2 separate regions of the Sus scrofa genome follow, and region 2 is linked to region 1. Evidence: chromatin contacts called from public Hi-C data. All regions are on one chromosome and are shown on one strand. The core of a region is the stretch at or near the end of the contact, and the rest is flanking DNA. Distances in the headings are between cores, read along the strand shown. Region 1 overlaps CDC14A (dual specificity protein phosphatase CDC14A). Region 2 overlaps LOC110260374 (a long non-coding RNA gene).

Region 1 (4,849 bases), core at 1,681-4,180:
TGGTGCCAGGACCCCCGCGGAGGGCGAAACCCGCGGATGCCCAAGCCCTTTGCAGTCCACCTGGCGGATGCGGGATCGCGTGGATGCCGAGGTTCCGAGTGCATGTGAAATGCAGGCCTTTCCTTGGGCCCGGGCAAGCTTTAACAAGATGGGACAGAGGCAAAGCCAGGGTGCAGACGAGTGACACGGGGGGCGAGCCAGCGCACCGCCACCCCGGGGGAACGGAAAGCAGACGTTCACAGGGCGTGAGCAAAAGACAACTCCCTCACAGATCCACCACCCCACCCCCGGGACAGAGAGTCCTGCAAGTCAGGGGCCCATCCTGCTAAGAAACGCGGAGGGGGTTCTGTCCACGTGGACGAAGTTTGACAGAGGAGCCCTCAGCTGAACCCCGGGCCACATGCCGCGTTTCCGTCGCAGGGGCTCCGGCAAAATGCAGCTTCCAGTTGCTGCTCCTCTGTTCAGCAAAGCACCTCCCGCCTACTCACATCTTAAACATAGAAACAAGGGCCTACAGAATGGTATTTTAATTTCTGTCAGAACCAAAGCCATGCTCGTCTGAATAAGTCAATTACAGCAGCGCTAGGCAGAGGAACAGTACAATCCCCCACACCTACCAGACTATTAGCATAAAAAGGGACAGAAACCGGTTCGCAGACGCAAAGCCGGAGAACAGCACCACCCAGTGGCGATATGAAAAGCTGCACGTGAGGAGCGAGAGGTTCCGTCCCGGCTCCATCCCCTCACTGAAATCTCAGTAAAATATCTTTCACCGTGCTGAAAAATCTCGAATGCGAGCCTCCTCAGAAGCTAACAACCAGGCTGAGAGCAAATCTTATTTCACATTTTCTGAGTAGCTGACACAAGATTTCCAGGTAAAACAGAATGTCTGTTTGGTGCCATATTTGAGACATGCTAGAGAAGTCCTCACTATCTAAAGTTCAAATTTAACGGAGCATCCACTATTTTTATTTGCTAAATCTGGCGCCCCTACACCTCCTATAATCTAAACCACCTCTATCCCAAAATACCCGCTCCTGGAGTTCCCGTTGTGGCGCAGTGGTTAACGAGTCCGACTAGGAACCATGAGGTTGCGGGTTGGATCCCTGACCTTGCTCAGTGGATTAAGGATCTGGCGTTGCCGTGAGCTGTGGTGTAGGTCGCAGACGTGGCTCGGATCCCGCGTTGCTGTGGCTCTGGCGTAGGCCGGTGGCTACAGCTCCGATTCGACCCCTAGCCTGGGAACCTCCATACGCCGCGGGAGCGGCCCAAGAAATGGCAAAAAGACACACACACACACACAAAACCCCACAAAATACCCACTCCCGGAGACCAGAGATGCATTCACATAGCTTAAGTCTTCCATTCAAGAGGCAGTAACACAACTGCGACAGGGAAGCTAGCGATGAGCGCAGTAGGCTGCGGTCCCCCAGCAATGAGCGGGAAAGACCCTGTCCCGCGATGCAAAAGACTAACAGGGGAGAGGAAACGCGGAAGGCGAAGTGGGGCTCCAGATAGACGGCGGGGTCATGAAGTAGGGGCATAGCGGCGGAGGGGGTGGGAAAAGGACCCACAATTTCAGAGCAGGGAGGGACGAGGGAACCAGCAACCCTTGCCTGGGGGCAAAGGTACAGACTTGGAGACGTTCCTGCCAGCCTACCGCCTGCTGCGGTGATTCCCTCCTCCTGGCGTCTGGGGTCGGCGAGCCCGAACTCGGGAAGGTAAGGCCGGAAAAACTGCCTTGTCCAGAAAGCCACTCCCCACCCACCGTCCACATCCAAGCAACCCGTTCTTTAGGAAGGGGTTACTTAAGGGGGCTTGCGTTCCAGTTTTCTGAAACCAAAAATGACTCTCCCCCCCCCAACCCCCTCAAGGCGCCAACTGGTTCTGCTTCCCTTTCAGAAACCCAGGACCCCAGGCCTTCTCCTCGCGCGCACCTTTGCAGTGAACCGCGATGGCCCCCTCGGTGTTCTCGCAGATGTTCAGGAACCTTCGCACGATGTTGTCGCTGGGTGTGCTGCCGTCGATGAAGAAGAGGTCGTAGTGCTCGAAGCCGGCGTCTGTGAAGCGCTTCGCCTCGTAGATCTTTTTGTTCAGCCTCACAACTGCAGTCACGTTATGCTTTTTGAAATAAGGAAAGTAGGCCTCGGGGGCGTGAAGCGGATAACCTAAAGGAGAGAGAGAAGCTGTGAGCCGGAGGGACGCATTTCATCTTAGGAACCCCAACACCCTTCGCAGGGAAGATCCTTCATCTCAACAGAGATCGGGAGCAAAGCGATTTCATGAGTGAGGTGGGCCCAGCAGTCTGAATAACGGAGAGAAACACCTAGGAAGGAAAGAAACCTTCTCCAACTGGAAAAAGCTCTGAATGCTGGGGAGCGCACTCCACCTTAACCGAAGCAGGCCTCTGGAGGCGCTCGGATGTGCACAGTAGGCTCGGAATAACTCTTTGTGCTTTTGGCTCCTCTTGACAAACACCTGTGAACTATGGTGAAAGCCTTTTTGCCAGACCTGCAGTTTTCATCCACAGCGCAACCCCTGCAACAGACTGCTTCCTGAGCACCTGCCATGCACAAGTCACAAGGGCAGATAATTCCCTTTAATTCTCAAAACAACCTATTAAGAAAAAAATTGTAAACCCCATGTAACAGATTACAAAACTACATGAGGTGAAGTTAGCATCTTTTTTTGTAGACCTTTTCTGTTTGGAGAACAGATGCTCAGCCTCCAACCCCCTTCTAAGGTGAGTGGGTTCAGCATCTGGTGAGTGTTCCTGGGAGCAGCAGTCGGCTGGGTTACAAACAGTTGGGCCGCCAACCAAGGTGACCAGTGGGCACTTTGCCTTGCTGGGCAGCCCCAGGGGTTAAGGGGACTAATTTCTCAGCGCACTGATTACACTGGAACTCATCCATGGTACTGGGCTCTAAGCCAGGTAGGCAGCAGCAGCCAGTAAAGTGAACCAGCAGTTTCTGTACTGTGTCCCTGGCTGAATTTTCCACGGCCTCGGATCTTGCCCTTGCTGGTCATTTCCCACCTTCTCTCAGGTCAAGCCAGCTCTCAGCTGCCTCGGCTGGGCTGCATGTATTACACTTCCCCAGCTACCTTTCCCACTGGCTTCCTGTCAGAGGGAAAAGTGAGAGGCCCTGAAGCACAAGCTGAGCAACTAGAGGCCGAGGGAGGGAGAAGGGGGGTCTCCTGTCCTCCTGCCAGCAAGGCTTTAGTGGCAGAAGGGAGGACACTCCCAGCACCAGCCTACAGCCCAGCATCAGGCTCTCCTGCCAAATGCAAGCCCAGCCCCCAGATGCAAGCACCAGCCTTCAGGCTCCCAGCACCCGCCCAGCTCCCTGGGTCTGGGAACCCCACGTTTTCTTTTCTGTCCCCTCAGCCTTAAAGGCAATAGCTATTTCTTCCTTAATATGCTGGATTTTTTGTGGGGTTTCGTTTTTGTTTTTGTTTTTTTCAGTTACCCTTTTACTTTTTAGCCTTCTCTCTGACAAATTCCTTATACTGCATTCCCTCTGTTCGAAATTAAGTAGCTTCCATTTCAGGCTGGATCCTACTGATACACGAGCTCTCTCAGATCCTGTTCATTTTCTAAACCTCATTCTCCAGCCTCCCCTTGAAGGCTGTGAGCTCCCCAATACAATTCCAGTATGCCTTTTGGGTTCCGTTGATGAGAATTGGTTCCGCTGCCTGCAACACAGAGCCCTAACTGGCCAAGGTCACACAATGACTGGAGGCAGAATGAGCAGACTGGCCTAACCGATCCACAGTACAGCTATGCTATTTTCACAAGCCATGCTGCTTTGGAGCAAACAGGTAATATGAAGCTCATTCACGATGTTCTGCACAGAAACAGTGACTTATACACATTTAGAGAAAACATGCCTTTCAACTTGGAAAAATTCAAATCTGTTTTCTTAGTTGGTTTATTTGCTCAAATCATTTTACAGCCTAAAGGGGAAAATAACTGAGGCTGGCATAAGGAAACAGGAGCTTCTCTATCATGGGAGAAATGGAAGGAGAGGACCCATAATACGTGGCACGGGACCTTCTCCTGGTGTGACAGGCTGACAAGTGCTTCTGACCCTGGGTTCCTAGCATACCTGGCACCTCTGTGGCGACTCCCATGAAATGTGCTCACAGTTCATTGGGTGTCTGTCCCCTCCCCTCCTCCACCAAGGCTGTAAGAACTTCTCTTCATATTTGAGTTTCCATCAGCAGTAAATGGCATTACAAATAATACACTCAAATCAACTATCAAGAGAAACCGTGTCTGTCTTTTGAGAAAAGAACCCTGAACAGTTATCCAAATATGGCAGTGGGGCATTGAAATAGTAACAATAACAATAATAATCACTCTAACATTTACCGAAGTGCTTACTTTGTGCCAGGTACTAAGCTTAGTGCTTCATGAATATTATCTCATTCAGCCTTACAATGGCTCAGTCCCTGTTGCCTGCGAAAGGGGACTGGCCCCTGCACACACTGCTGGGAAGAGAGAGAGGCAGCATTTGAACATTGGCAGTCAGATTCCAGGGCTTGTGCTGAGGCTGATTTCAGGTAAAGTCCAACTTGATTCAATTAGTTAGGTCTTCAAAAAATGAGACAGGACTGAACATTTGAGGCTGCACTTCCTAGAGCTGGTTGAGGAAGTTTCTTTAAATCCTCAAAAGGTCCTACTGTATAGCACAGGAAACTATATACAGTCTCCTGGGATAGAACATGGTGGAAAATAATCTTTTTTGAATGTATGTAGGTATATACACATACATATATTTGTATGACAATCACTTTGCTGTATAGCAGAAATTGACACAACATTGTAAATCAACTGTAAATTTAAAAA
Region 2 (4,603 bases), core at 57-2,556, 460 kb after region 1:
CTCTCTATGAAATTCCAAGGCAAAACCACTTGTTGAGATATTCTGATCCGCTCTCCCTAAGATTTGAATAAAATCTGTATCCTCAAAAAAAATTTTTTTTTTTAAAGAGAAACTGGTCCATGTAAATGCTTTTCATGTTTTTTCTTCAAATGTTTACTTTTGAGAAAGAGTGTGGGGAAAATGTAATTATAATGTATACATGTAAGGATAACCTGACCCCCTTGCTGTACAGTGGGAAAAAAAAAATGTTTACTTTTGTATTTTACATGAGCCAGTTTTATGATCAAAAAAAAAAAATCAGTATCCCTTTTTGTCCAATTTTTTCTTCTTTTTTTTCTTTTTATGGCCACAGGTGCAGCATATGGAAGTCCCAAGCTAGAGGTTGAATGGGAGCTACAGCTTCTAGCCTACTCCACAGCCTCAGTCACGTGGGTTCCAAGCTGAGTCGGTGACCTACACCACGGCTCACAGCAACACCACATCCTTAACCCACTGAGAAAGGCCAGGGATCAAACCTGCGTCCTCATGGATACTATTCAGGTTCTTACCAATAAGCCACAACAGGACTCCTAGTAATTGTGTTTTGTAGTGTGTCATCTTGGAAATGGCTTCTAAGATCTTTCAGTAACTTAAACTCTTAGATGAATGTTAATCTGAGTTAATTAATGGATATTCATAGATACACAGATCATTTCTAAGTAGGATAGGATACTGAAACATTAATTGCAGAACATAATTTGCAGTTTATATAATATTTATGTATTTTTTGCCTCTTTTCTCTTTTTTTTTTTTTTTTTACGACTGCACCTATGGCATATGGAAAGTGCCAGGCTAGGGGTCAAATCGGAGCTGCAGCTGCCCACCTATACCACAGCCACAGCAACTCGGATCTGAGCCTCATCTGCTCCCTACACCATTGCTCACAGCAACTCTGGATCCTTAACCCACTGAGGGAGGCCAGGGATTGAACCCACATCCTCATGGATACTAGTCAGGTTCTTAACCCACTGAGCCACAATGGGAACTCCCAGAGGCTAAATATTTGGATCTGTTAATGAATATATTCATTTATGCAGCTTTGGGATGTGAATAGCTATAAAAAGTTATGAAATGTGTGTTTATAACCTCTACTGATCTGCTAAAAATGCTAGTGTATTCAGTCACAATTACCTAACCTCCTAGTTTTCCCTGTGAAATAGAAGTGACCAGTTAAAAGATATAATCAATATATGCAAACAAGCCTCTTCTCAGAGCAAAGGTGACAGAGAGGAACTTTGTAGGCAAAGTCTGCAGGGTAGGTTTTAGTTGCGCAAAAAGAGAGCAAATTTGTGCTGACGTAAACTGGATCTTCGTTCCAGAATGAGAAGGAGGAAAGTGTAGGAAAGAATTGCATGGATAAAGAAAAATCCCCCAAAGGAAATTTTAATTACAGTGGTCAAAGCGGGCTGAAGGTTAATGGATTTACTTACGAGATTGTCAAAAGTGTTTTAGTAACAAATACACCGACGTACGATGAGACTTTAGTTTTCTCACTGTTCGGGATTACTTGCCTGCCTTCCTTAGTAAGAGGTTGTAAGAATTTTTCTTTCCTTCTGAGAAATCTGCCTATAAAACAAGGATTCTGTATCTTATCAGAACTATTTCCTGTGTTTTATATTGATTTTATATCCTTGATTGTTTGAGTACAAAGTCTTCCTACTTTTGAAAGAGCTAAGGTTCTCTGCAATCATGCTATCTCCTATGTATACTTTTAAAATATTTTATTGTCATTTTGGTTGAAGAGGTGGCCAAGTATTTTTCACAGTAACCCATGATCTTATATAAGCAAGTGTTCAAACCTCCTCACAAATTTTGATATTTTGCCTTCCAAATTCCAAATCTCAAACGATATATTTTGCATTTAAGATTGATTTCCCAGAAGGCCCTTGTAAAATCACAAAGAACTTGTTCTTTTATCCTATAAAAAAGAGAGGTTCTAGAAATAACTAGTTTTTTTGTTTTGTTTTTGCTTTTAGGGTCGCACCCATGGCATTTGGAGGGGGTCAAATCAGAGCTGTAGCTGCCAGCCTATACCACAGCTACAACAACAAGGGATCTGAGCCGTGTCTGCAACCTACACCAGCGCTCACGGCAACGCCGGATCCTTAACGCTTTGAGCGAGGCCAGGGATCGAACCTTCGTCCTCATGGATGCTAGTCAGATTCGTTTCTGCTGAGCCATGACAGGAATTTCTAGAAAGAATTAGGTTTATTTGGAGTTCCTGTTGTAGCTCAGCAGGTTATGAACCCGACCTCTGTCAGAGGGGATGTGGGTTTAATCCCTGGCCTTGCTCAGTGGGTTAAGGATCTGGCATTGCTGTGAGCTGCAGCATAGGTCACAGATGTGGCTCCTAGCCAGAGTTGCTGTGGTTGTAGCATAGGTCTTAGCTACAGCTCTGATTGTCTTCTAGCCTGGGAACTTTTATATGCTTCAGGGGCAGCCATTAAAAAAAAAAAATCTTTCTTTGAGATTATCTTTGATCAAAAGAAGAATGATCATAGAGAGAAATTTTGTTTCAAAGGAAAACTGTAGCATACCCTTCTGACTCTATTCCCAAATTAGCAATAGCTGGAGTTATTAGACTTTAGCCTTGTTCATTGTTTTTGTGCTATTTCCACACTTGGTACATTACAGGTAGTTGATGGATATGCAAAAACTATCTTCTCTGGTAGAGATTTAAATGATTTCCTCCCCTCCTTGGGGGAAGCCTAGTTTGTATCTACCTAGAACTTGACTGGATCCTGTTACTTTACACACATCGTTAACACTTATCAAATATATGTATTTTTTAATCTTTTTTTTTTTTTGTCTTTTTGTCTTTTTGCCATTTCTTGGGCCACTGTCGAGCATATGGAGGTTTCCAGGCTAGGGGTCTAATCAGAGCCATAGCCGCCAGCCTACGCCAGAGCCACAGCAATGCGGGATCCGAGCCGCGTCTGCAACCTACACCACACTCATGGCAATGCCGGATCGTTAACCCACTGAGCAAGGGCAGGGACCGAACCCGAAACCTCATGGTTCCTAGTCAGAGTCATTAACCACTGAGCCACACTGGAACTCCGGCACTTATCAAATGTTTGATTCTTCCAGATTCCTTTACTATTTGGTTACTACTCTCCAAACTATGTTTTCTAAATTCTGTCCCTTCTGTATTCAGAAACTATCTTCAGATCTCTCTATATGCCGCACTGGCCTTTTCCCCCAGGACTGAAAGAAGCCCTGTGAGCTAAAGCCCAGTGATTTCATATAAACCATGAAGAACTCAAGGACTCATTGCCATAGCAAACCATGCATGGGGTGGATTTTTTCCCTGGACAAGCCATTGTCAAGGTCAGTAAGGAAGCTTAGCCAAATACTGGGTTATGTGTGCATGCCTTACTGAGAAGTTATCAAGGCTGTGGGCAATATCACCAAGAGCATCAACATCTTAGCTTCTGGGAGCTCATGATCAGGGCTCCATCAACTTCAGCTCCACTGGACTGGTTCTTAGGTTCAGCCCTCAGGCTATTTACTTTAGTACACATTTCTTATTAATATTTCTTGTTTTCATTTCAGGCACTCCTTTTTAAGATATCTGATGTTCAGGACTTTGAAACAACTGACTTTTTTTTTTTTTTTTTTTTTTGTCTTTTGTCTTTTTTGGAGGGGGGCCACACCCAACACGAATGGAGGTTCCCAGGCTAGGGGTTGAATAGGAGCTACAGCTGCCAGCCTACACCACAACCACAGCAATGCCAGATCCGAGCCTCATCTGTGAACTACACCACAACTCACGGCAACGCCAGATCCTTAACCCACTGAGCGAGGCCAGGAATCAAACCTGCAACCTCATGGTTCCTAGTAAGATTCGTTTCAGCTGTGCCACAACGGGAACTCCAACTGACATTTTTTAATCACCTCTCCATAAATAGTTCAACTGGTTTTGCAGAAGCAATGCCAAAAAGAAATCTTAAGGGATTATTTCTTAAACTCTGCTTGGCCCCATTCAGGAGATCTATTCTCACTTCTGGGTTGTTCAGCAAGAAATGAGATTGCTTCATTTTGAACACAAGACTGACAGTGTTGAAGTTCACCTGAGCCCTGTATTCTTAGAAAAGAGCCAGCAGTTAAGAAATCTCCCACCCCGGATAAATTAAGAGTTTGGGATTAACACACACAAATTACTAAATATAAAAGAGATAACTGGGAGTTCCCATTGTGGCTCATCAGGTTAAGAGCTCCATTAGTATCCATAAGGATGCGGGTTGGATCCCTGGCCTCACGCAGTGGGTTAAGGATCCAGCTTTGCTGAAAGCTGTGGTGTAGGTTGCAGAGTCGGCTCAGATGTTAGCATTACATTTGTGGTCATTTTTTAGATAGCAATAGAAAATGAATCCAACTCCTACCACCACTCTGTATCCTTACTGATCTGTACCTTTTCTCCCTTCTCAGCGGTTAATACCTTTACCTATGCTCTGATCCCGTCCCCGTCTGCACCCTCATCCGTGGACATCTTCCTCCTTTAAATGCTCATATTGTTACTCTTCCTCTGTGGTTCATCCCTCAACATATAAACACGGTTAAC

What was found. A called contact is a pair of places that touch in the nucleus more often than the background predicts.
Region 2: a contact with region 1 is called in a Hi-C map of liver, with 4 times the contacts expected there. The contact joins two enhancer-like sites. A contact is called at or near these places in 1 of 5 promoter capture datasets (fetal liver) and 12 of 47 Hi-C or Micro-C datasets (embryonic fibroblasts, fetal liver, fetal skeletal muscle and 8 more).

The regions. Positions count from the first base shown.
Region 1 is chr4:117,699,036-117,703,884 of Sscrofa11.1, forward strand. CDC14A (dual specificity protein phosphatase CDC14A) reads right to left here. Exons shown (of 16, transcript XR_002343573.1): 9 at 1,938-2,168. Among named protein-coding and RNA genes, the nearest start is that of GPR88, 78 kb to the left of the region's middle. Within about 2 kb of position 2,931, at least 13 of the 83 cell types and tissues checked have an H3K27ac peak or open chromatin away from gene starts, as enhancers often do. A contact at or near this core is called in fetal liver and liver, where this site is marked.
Region 2 is chr4:118,161,400-118,166,002 of Sscrofa11.1, forward strand. All of the region lies in intron 1 of LOC110260374 (a long non-coding RNA gene), which reads right to left. Among named protein-coding and RNA genes, the nearest start is that of SLC35A3, 38 kb to the left of the region's middle. Within about 2 kb of position 1,307, at least 8 of the 83 cell types and tissues checked have an H3K27ac peak or open chromatin away from gene starts, as enhancers often do. A contact at or near this core is called in fetal liver and liver, where this site is marked.